2 separate regions of the Capra hircus genome follow, and region 1 is linked to region 2. Evidence: chromatin contacts called from public Hi-C data. All regions are on one chromosome and are shown on one strand. Each heading gives the region's core, a stretch centred on a gene start, on an enhancer-like site or on the middle of the called end of the contact. The rest is flanking DNA. Distances are from core to core; before and after follow the strand shown.

Evidence for each region. A called contact is a pair of places that touch in the nucleus more often than the background predicts.
Region 1: a contact with region 2 is called in a Hi-C map of blood, with 2.4 times the contacts expected there. The contact joins two enhancer-like sites. A contact is called at or near these places in 2 of 5 Hi-C or Micro-C datasets (both in blood).

What each region holds. Positions count from the first base shown.
Region 1 is chr7:101,094,321-101,098,934 of ARS1.2, forward strand. LOC102187582 (cytochrome P450 4F22) reads left to right here. Exons shown (of 13, transcript XM_018051317.1): 11 at 1-45; 12 at 1,389-1,471; 13 at 2,049-3,138. The coding sequence ends at 2,226. Among named protein-coding and RNA genes, the nearest start is that of PGLYRP2, 72 kb to the left of the region's middle. Within about 2 kb of position 2,126, at least 1 of the 5 cell types and tissues checked has an H3K27ac peak or open chromatin away from gene starts, as enhancers often do.
Region 2 is chr7:100,764,212-100,768,493 of ARS1.2, forward strand. It overlaps NOTCH3 (neurogenic locus notch homolog protein 3), which reads right to left. Exons shown (of 33, transcript XM_018051292.1): 30 at 2,816-3,120; 31 at 2,403-2,550. Among named protein-coding and RNA genes, the nearest start is that of NOTCH3, 31 kb to the right of the region's middle. Within about 2 kb of position 1,925, at least 2 of the 5 cell types and tissues checked have an H3K27ac peak or open chromatin away from gene starts, as enhancers often do.

The DNA.
Region 1 (4,614 bases), core at 876-3,375, 330 kb after region 2:
ATCTATGGGACCCACTATAACCCTGAAGTGTGGCCTGACTCCAAGGTGAGCTCCTGCCCCAACCCTCCCTTCTCTCAGCTTCTTCCTCCTAAGACCTTGGTCAGCAAGGCCTCCCCTCTCCTCCTCCCCAGGGAGCCAGATGGTAGGGCTGAATGCAGGGCTTGAGTTCTTCTCCTCACCCACCATTCATTCCCCCATTCATTGTTAAGTCATTATATCTACAAATCTTTTTTTTTTTTTTTTAACTTTTTGACTGCACTGCGTGGCATGTGGGAGTTTCCTGATCAGGGACTGAAGCCATGCTGCCTGCAGTGGAAGTGTGGAGTCCTAACCACTGGACCGCCAGGGTTCAGTTCAGTCACTCAGTTGTGCCTGACTTTTTGTGACCTCATGGGCTGCAGCACACCAGTCTTCCCTGTCCATCACCAACTCCTGGAGCATACTCAAAACTCATGTCTACCCAGTCGGTGATGCCATTCAACCATCTCATCCTCTGTCATCCCCTTCTCCTCCTGCCTTCAATCTTTCTCAGCATCGGGGTCTTTTCTATGACTCAGCTCTTTGCATCAGGTGGCCACAGTGTTGGAGCTTCAGCATCAGTCCTTTGACTGAATATTCAGGATTAATTTCTTTTAGGATTGATTGGTTGGATCTCCTTGCAGTCCAAGGGACTCTCAAGAGTTTTCTCCAACACCACAGTTCAAAAGCATCAGTTCTTCAGTGCTCAGCTTTCTTTATGGTCCAAGTCTCATATCCATACATGACTACTGGAAAAACCATATCTTTGACTAGATGGACCTTTGTTGGTGAAGTAATATCTCTGCTTTTTAATAGCCTAGGTTGGTCATAGCTTTTCTTCCAAGGAGCAAGCACCTTTTAACCTCAAGGCTGCAGTCACCATCTGCAGTAATTTTGGAGTCCAAGACTACCAGGGAAACCCCAACATATCTTTATTGAGCATCTACTGTGTATGGGACACTGAGGGCCCTCTGGGGCACTCTGTCTTTGCTCTCACAGAGCAGACAGTGAAGTGAGGAGGAGGAAAATAAGCAAATAAATAAGATCATTTTGAACTGTGATACATACACAAAGGAAACAAAAACTGACCTGTGTTGGGGGACAGCAGTTTAGCTCACACAGTGAGGAAAGTCCTTACTAAAGAAGAGATGGGTGAGCTAAAACTGAAAATGTTCACACTTTAAAGTGTGAGGAGCAGGGAAACCTGTGTCCCATGTGGAGGAAGCTGCCAGTGCAAAGGTCCTGTGGTGGAAATGGAAAGGAGGCAGGTGTGGCTGGACCTCTTAGTCCAGCTGGTCTGGCCCCCAGGGGCTGAGGGAGGGAACCACACTGGGACAGCCAGAACTCACCCCCAATCTACTTCTGCCTAGGTGTACAACCCCTATCGCTTTGATCCAGACAACCCACAGCAGCGCTCCCCATTGGCTTACGTGCCCTTTTCTGCAGGACCAAGGTAACTTTTATTTCCCCCAATCCAAGTGAAGTGTAGGAGGAACATCAAGGCCCGTGGAAGGTCAGGGATGTGCCTGTTAGGAGCAGAAACCACTGGGGGTGTCCTGTCCACCAACCTGGTACCCTTTTCGTGCCCTCAATACATCAGGAAGCCCCCAAATCAGACCCTACGATGTCATCCAGGGTATCAGATATCTACTCTGTGCCAAGCCCTGGGTTCTGGGCTCATGAGCTCTTAATGGCTCTATGATGCCTTTGTCCGGGAGTTGAGGCTCCCAGTGTGTGTTAGTCGTTCAGTCATGTCCAACTCTCTGCGACCCCATGCACTGTAGCGCGCCAGGCTCCTCTGTTCATGGGATTCTCCAGGCAAGAATACTGGAGTAGGTTGCTATGCCCTCCTCCACGGGAACTTCCTAACCCAGGGATCGAACACAGGTCTCTCGCATTGCAGGCAGATTCTTTACCGTCTGAGCTACCCAGGAAACCCTGAGGCTCCAAGGGGGAGGTCATTTCACCCCATCCCAGGGACCCCGCTCACACAGCGGCTGAGCCTGAGCCCCCTGTCCTCCGTCCACCAGGAACTGCATCGGACAGAGCTTCGCCATGGCTGAGATGCGCGTGGCTGTGGCGCTGACGCTACTGCGCTTCCGCCTGAGCGTGGACCGAACGCGCAAGGTGCGGAGGAAGCCCGAGCTCATTCTGCGCACGGAGAATGGCATCTGGCTCAAGGTGGAGCCGCTGCCTCCGCGGGCCTGAAGGTCGGCGCGCCCCTGAAGGTCGGCGCGCCCCTGCGGATCCCGGGGGCCCAAGCCCCGCCCAGAGAGGCCTAGGTCCCGCCCCCGAGGGCCCAGGCCCCGCCCCCAAGAGCAGGAGGGCATAGACCACGCCCCCCGGAAGGCTCTGCTCCTGGAGGACCGTTAAGCAGCCTGATGGTGCAGGTCACACCCACTCAAGGCAAGGCTCCGCCTCTGGAGGGTCTGATCCCGCCCCTCGAGGTCGAGATCCCGCCCCCCCTGAGTGCCAGTTTCCGCCCTCTTGTTTGAGGGACCAGGATTGGCCACGTTCCCTCGGGCTCAGGCCCCGCCCCAGCATCTCTCGGATTCCGATGTTCAGGCCCCACCAACTGAACCTTCTGAGGACCAAGGTTAGATACCTCAGGCCTCTAGGCTACGAGCCCAGTCTACCTCAGATCTCGGCCGCTTTTAAATTGAAGACGTGGAAACTGGAACCTGAGATCAGAACCCTGACCATCACTTTCTTGAGGCCCCCAGCTCACATGGATGAACTCCCGAGGCTGCATTCCAGGGCCCAGGATGTTTGTTGTTGACTTGTAAGCCCAGACTCTCCCTCTCAAGCCCAGGATGTTTGCTGTAAACCCAGACTCTCCCTCTCAAGCCCAGGATGTTTGTTGTTGACTTGTATGCCCAGACTCTCCCTCTCAAGCCTCTTCCTTCTTCCCTTGCTCAAAACCCCTTAGGCGAGTGTCCTGAATTTTGTAGAATATAAGCAAAGGTGCAGACAGCTCCCATCACCCACTCCCTAGCCAGATCAGATCCTCACACCTGGATTCCAGCAAGGAAATGAGGGGTCCTGGACAGCCGGGAAGTTGTGGGCTAGGAGGCTGGGAAGACGTTTGTCCTCTGACATAAACTTGGGCTTTTTGGGACAGTTTGTGCATTTGTTTATTTCAACATGTGCGTGTGTGCTAAGTCTCTTCAGTGGTGTCCGACTCTTTGCGACGCTATGGACTGTAGCCCGCCAGGCTCCTCTGTCCATGGGATTCTCTGGACAAGAATAATGAGTGGATTGCCATGACCTCCTCCAAGGGGATCTTCCCAAACCAGGGGTCAAATCCCTTTTGTCCCCTGCATTGGCAGATGGGTTCTTTACCATTAGTGCCACCTGGGAAGCCCCTTATTTCAACATATTGCTTAGTAAGTGTCCAATGGCACTGGGCTGGGAGCACGACAGCAGGCAAATTCCTGCCCTCAGGAGGATGGGGGACATGTGTTGGACAAATAATTCCATGGGTAAATGTATTTGCAACCTGTGAGAAGTGCTGCAAAAGAGAGGCTTTGGTTCTGGGCAAGCATAGCAGGGGATGGAGGGTGGCTCAAGGAGAGCTACTCTGATGCTGAACCTGGAGTAGAAGTTGAGTGTTGAGGAGGGAGCGAAGTGCTTTCCAGGAAGCAGGAACAGCATCTGCAAATGTCCTGGGGTGAGAGAGTGTGGTGTGCTCATGGAATTCACAAAGGGACTAGGGTGGCTGGATCTGGGGAGTGGGGCTGGAATGGAGGAAGGGTGGGTTGTGTCACAGTACAGGTTTCATGCAGAGGGTGTGTGTGTGTGTGTGTGTGTGTTCTAAGTCGCTTCAGTTGTGTCTGACTCTTTGGAACCCCGTGGACTGTAGCCTGCCAGACTCCTCTGTCCATGGAATTCTCCAGGCAAGAGTACTGGAGCAGGTTGCCATTTCCTACTCCAGGGGAGCTTCCAGACCCAGGGACTGAACCCAAGTGCCTTGTGCCTCCTGCTCTGGCAGGCAGATTCTTTCCTACTGCACCGCCTCCTGTAGAGATGGGACGATGATAGTGACTGCAATGATCACGTTAATTCATCACATATTTTTCTGAGCATCTGCTGTGAGCCAGGGAGTGTTTGAGTCCTTGCATCACTGACATTCTGGTGCTGGTGGTAGTGGGGGAAACAGATGACAGATGATAAACAAGCAAATAAATAAGTAAATTCACACGGCCTTGGAGGTCACTGGATGGATTATCAATTTCACTGTGACACAAATCGGGAGCCATGGAGGGTTCTGAGCAAAAGAGGGACAAGATTTGTCTTACAGGGACTTCCCTGGTGGTCTAGTGGCTAAGACTACTCCATGCTCCTAATGCAGGGACATGGGTTTGATCCCTGGTCAGGGAACTAGATAGCACGTACCACAACTAAGAGTTCACAGGTGGCAACTAGCGATTCCGCATGGCACAAAACAGAAGTCTGAAGATTCCACGTGCTGCAACTAAGACCCGGAACAGCCAAATAAATAAACAAATATTAAAAAAATGTTATCTGACAGTCGTGGGTTACTATGTTGAATAGAGACTGTGGCGAGGATGGGATGAGGGAAATCAGATTGGTTGT
Region 2 (4,282 bases), core at 675-3,174:
TGGAAAATAGTCTAGCAGTTCCTCAAAAAGTTAAAAAGAGTTTATCATGTGACCTAGCAATTCTGCCCCTAGGGATACATCCCAGAGAAATAAAACCATGTCCACACAAAAACTGATACATGAATTCCATAGCAGCATTATTCATAATACCCCCAAAGCAGAAACAACCCAAATGTCCATCAGTGGGTGAATGCATAAACAAAATGTGGTACATCCATATGATAGAGTATTATTTAGTCATTAAAAACAAAAAAGGGGGTTTCTCTGTGTGTTCTAGTGGTCAAGAACCCTGTGGTTAAGAACCCGGCAACACAGGGGACATGGTTCGGTCTCTGGTGTGGGAGGACCCTACATACGGTGGAGCAACTGAGCCTGGGCACCACAGCTACTGAGCCTGTGCTCTAGAGCCCGGGAGCTGCAGCCACTGAAGGCTGTGAGCCCTGGGGCCCGGGAGCAAGAGAAGCCACAGCAGAGAGCAGCCCAAGCACCGCAACGAGAGAGTAGCCCCCACTTAGCACAACTACAGAAAGCCAGCACCGAAGACCCAGAACAGCCAAAAATAAATTATTTTCTTAAAAAAAGAGGGAGTTCCCTGGTGACCTAGTGGTTAGGATTCCGGGCTTTCACTGCTATGGCTGGGATCAATCCCTGTCAGAGAATTGGGACCCCGCAAACCTCACAGTAAGGCCACAAAACAAACAAAAAGTAATACTGGTACATGCTACCATGTATATACCTGCCACTTGCAGGCTCATGAACCTAGAAAACATCAGGCTAAGTGAAAGGAGCCAACCAAGAAAGACCGCATATTGTGTGGTTCCATTTATATAAAGTAGAATACACAAATCCTTACAGAGAGAAAGTGCATTAGCAATTGTCTAAGGGCCACGGAAAATGGGGGGTGTGGAGGGGTGAATGGCTAAGAGGCAAAGGCTTCTTTTTCAGGTGATGAACACATTCTAAAATTTATTGTAACAAAAAAACAAAATAAAATTTATTGTGATGATATTTGCACAACCCTTTGGTTATATTAGGGGGCTTCGCAGACAGCGCTAGTGGTAAAGAACCCAGCTGCCAGTGCAGGAGACATAAGGGATGTGGGTTCAGTCCCCGGGTTGGGAAGGTCCCCTGGAGGAGAGCATGGTAACCCACTTCAGTATTCTTGCCTGGAGAATTCCAAGGACAGAGGAGCCTGGCAGGCTACAGCGCATGCAGTCACAAAGGGTTGGACATGACGGAGACCAACCTAGCACACACACAGGTGGTTATACAAAAAAAAATCACTGGATTTTACCCTTGAATGAATTGCATGGTATGTGAATTATATGTCAATTCAGCTATTTTTTTTAAAAAAAGGCAAAACAAAGGTTAAAATATTCAATGAAATAAAAGACTCAGTTCTTTGTTCACCCCAGCCACATTTCAGCACTCAGTAATCACCATGCGTTGCCAGTAGCTACCATATTAGACAGCACAGACCAAGAGTACTTCATCATCACAGACAGTTCTATTGGCCAGTACCCTTCTAGAACCATATTTCTCAACCAGGGGTGATTTTCCTCTAAGGGGCATTTGGCAATGTCTGGAGATATTTTTGATTGTCATATCTGGGAGGTGGGGTACCACTGGCATCTAGTGGGTCAAGACCAAGAATGCTACACTGCACAGGGTGGCCCCCACTGCAAAGGATGATCCAACCCCCAAATGTCAGGGCTGCTGAGATTGAGAACATCTGCCTCCAAAGATGTTTCTGAGAGTCCGAGTGTATCTGTGGCTATGTGAGGTTCTCTAGACACAAGGTAGGTTGCTGTTGGGCAAGCAAGCCACCTCCAAGCAAGAAGTGATCCCCACCTACAGATCGGCTGATTTGCAAATTTTATACCAGTAGTCCAGCAGGTGGCACCAGTGTACGCTCTTCCAACAAAGCAGATGGAAACAAAGTGTCTTGGAGAATGGCTTGCTTGCCTGCTCAGTCCTTTAGTCGTGTCAGACTCTGTGAAACCACGGACTCTAGCCCAAAAGCTCCTCTGTCCATGGAATTTTCCAGGCAAGAATACTGTAGTGGGTTGCCATTTCCTACTCCAGGGGATCTTCTTGACCCTGGGATCGAACGCATGTCTCCTGTGTCTCCTGCATTGTCAGGCAAATTCTTTGCCACTGAGCCCCCTGGGAACCCCCATGGGGAAAGGCACCTTTTTCTAAATCACTGTAGCACAATATAGGCTAATGGGCACCATTAAAAAAATAATAATAAATGTATGAGAGTGTAAGGCCATGTTGAACCCCTGTTATGAGTGCATGGGTTTCACTGACTGGGTCTCAGTGTGGGTGTGAGCTCACACCAAGTCAGGGTGCAGGTGACACTGTCTCAGCCCCCACCCACCACTACCCCCAAAGCCTACCGAGCTCATCCACAGCATTGACATCAGCATGACTGGCAATGAGCTCTTCCACCATGCCCTCCACCGCCAGGCGGGCTGCCAGGATCAGTGCCGTGGAGCCGTCTGCCATGCGAGCATCCAGGTCTGTAGAGCGGTTCCGGATAAGAATCTAGGGGAGACGGGGATGCAGCCGGGGGAGTCATGGCAAGAACAAGGGAGCAAGAAGCACCCCCAAGCCTTCTGAGGACCCCAACCAATGCCTCCCATGGAACCAGTGAGTTCAGGGAGCAGCTACTTGACAGTAACTCTACACTCATATATCCCCATTTCACAAATGAGAAAGATGAGCTCTGACAGGCAGAACCAGGGCTCAAATCCAAGTCTGTCTGATGTGTGTCCCAGCTCTGAAGTCCCAAGAAGCAAGCCGATCTCACCTGGAAGACGCCCTGGGCATCGGCAGTGACAGCCGTGTGCAGGGGGGTGCGGCCAGAGTGGTCCTGGGCATTGGTGTCTGCCCCAGCATCCAGCAGCCGCTTGGCGGCGTCAGCCCGGGCATAGCGGGCAGCCAGGTGCAGGGCCGTCTCACCAGTGCGGTCAGTCCGAGCCCCAAGCTGTGCCCCCTGGCAGATCAGGTCTGAGATGATGCTGGCTGATGTGTCTTCTGCCTCGTCCTCTTCGGTTGGGATTGGCTCCAGGGCTCCCCCGCAGAAGGAGGCCAGCATTAGAGGGGTGAAGCCATCTGCAGGGACCAGGAGTGTGTCAGAAGGGAGGCAGACACAGGGCCTTCCCGGGGAATACGACACTGTATTAGGAGGAAGTGCACTGAATTAGGAGGAAGTGGGATGTGTGGAAGTACAAGATCGAGGGGCCAATCCTCCCATCGCACACACACTTGTGTCAGGTACTCCGAAGCCAACCCAGGATGAGGCTTCACAGGCATTTGGTTCGTGGCAGCAGGCCTCCTAAGCAATAGGGTACACAGAACGAGGGAGGAAGGAAGTCAAGCAAGTGGATGATGACCACATTCCTGGAGAGTTACTTCAGCCTGAGTTATTTCACTTTGTCAACAAAAATCCATCTAGTCAAAGCTATGGTTTTTCCAGGAGTCACATACAGATGGGAGAGTTGGACCATAAAGAAGGCTGAGCACCCAATAATTGATGCTTTCGAATCATGGTGCTGGAGCAAGGAGATCAAACCAGTCCATCCTAAAGGAAATCAACCCTGAATATTCAGTGGAAGGACTGTTGCTGAAGCTGAAGCTCCAATATTTTGGCCACCTCATGCGAAGAGCTGATTCACTGGAAAAGACCTTCGTGTTGGGAAAGATTGAGGGCAGGAGGAGAAGGGGGCAACAGAGAATGAGATGGTTGGATGGCATCACCGACTCAATGCACATGAGTTTGAGCAAACTGCGAGAGACAGTGAAGGACAGGGAAGACTGCTGTGCTGCAGTCCATGGGGTCGGGAAGAGTCAGACACGACTTAGAGTCTGAACAACAACAGCATTTCAGCCTGATCCCAAAGCGGGACTCTGAAAGCTTAATTGTACCCAGAGTTGTACCTGCATCCACTGCTTAGGAGCTGCACCGAGGGACATAAAATACCAAGTACATGGGGGCCTAAAGGGAGTCAAAAGACAGCCACAGGTGCAAGTCATTTGGAGCCAAAGCAAATCAGAGCTGCAGGAGGCATATTATAAAATGTGGCAGACCCCAGAGGATTCAGACACCATGGTCTGCTCTACTCTGCAAAAGCATTTGCTCTTATTTCCCTTAGGAAGCCACTAGCACCCCATTCTCCATTCTCAAGCCCTAGGTAAAGCCAAACCCCTGCTGCAGGGACAGGCATATAGCCCAGGCCTGTCAATCTGCATGTTCCAGGCCGCAGGCCACATGGAT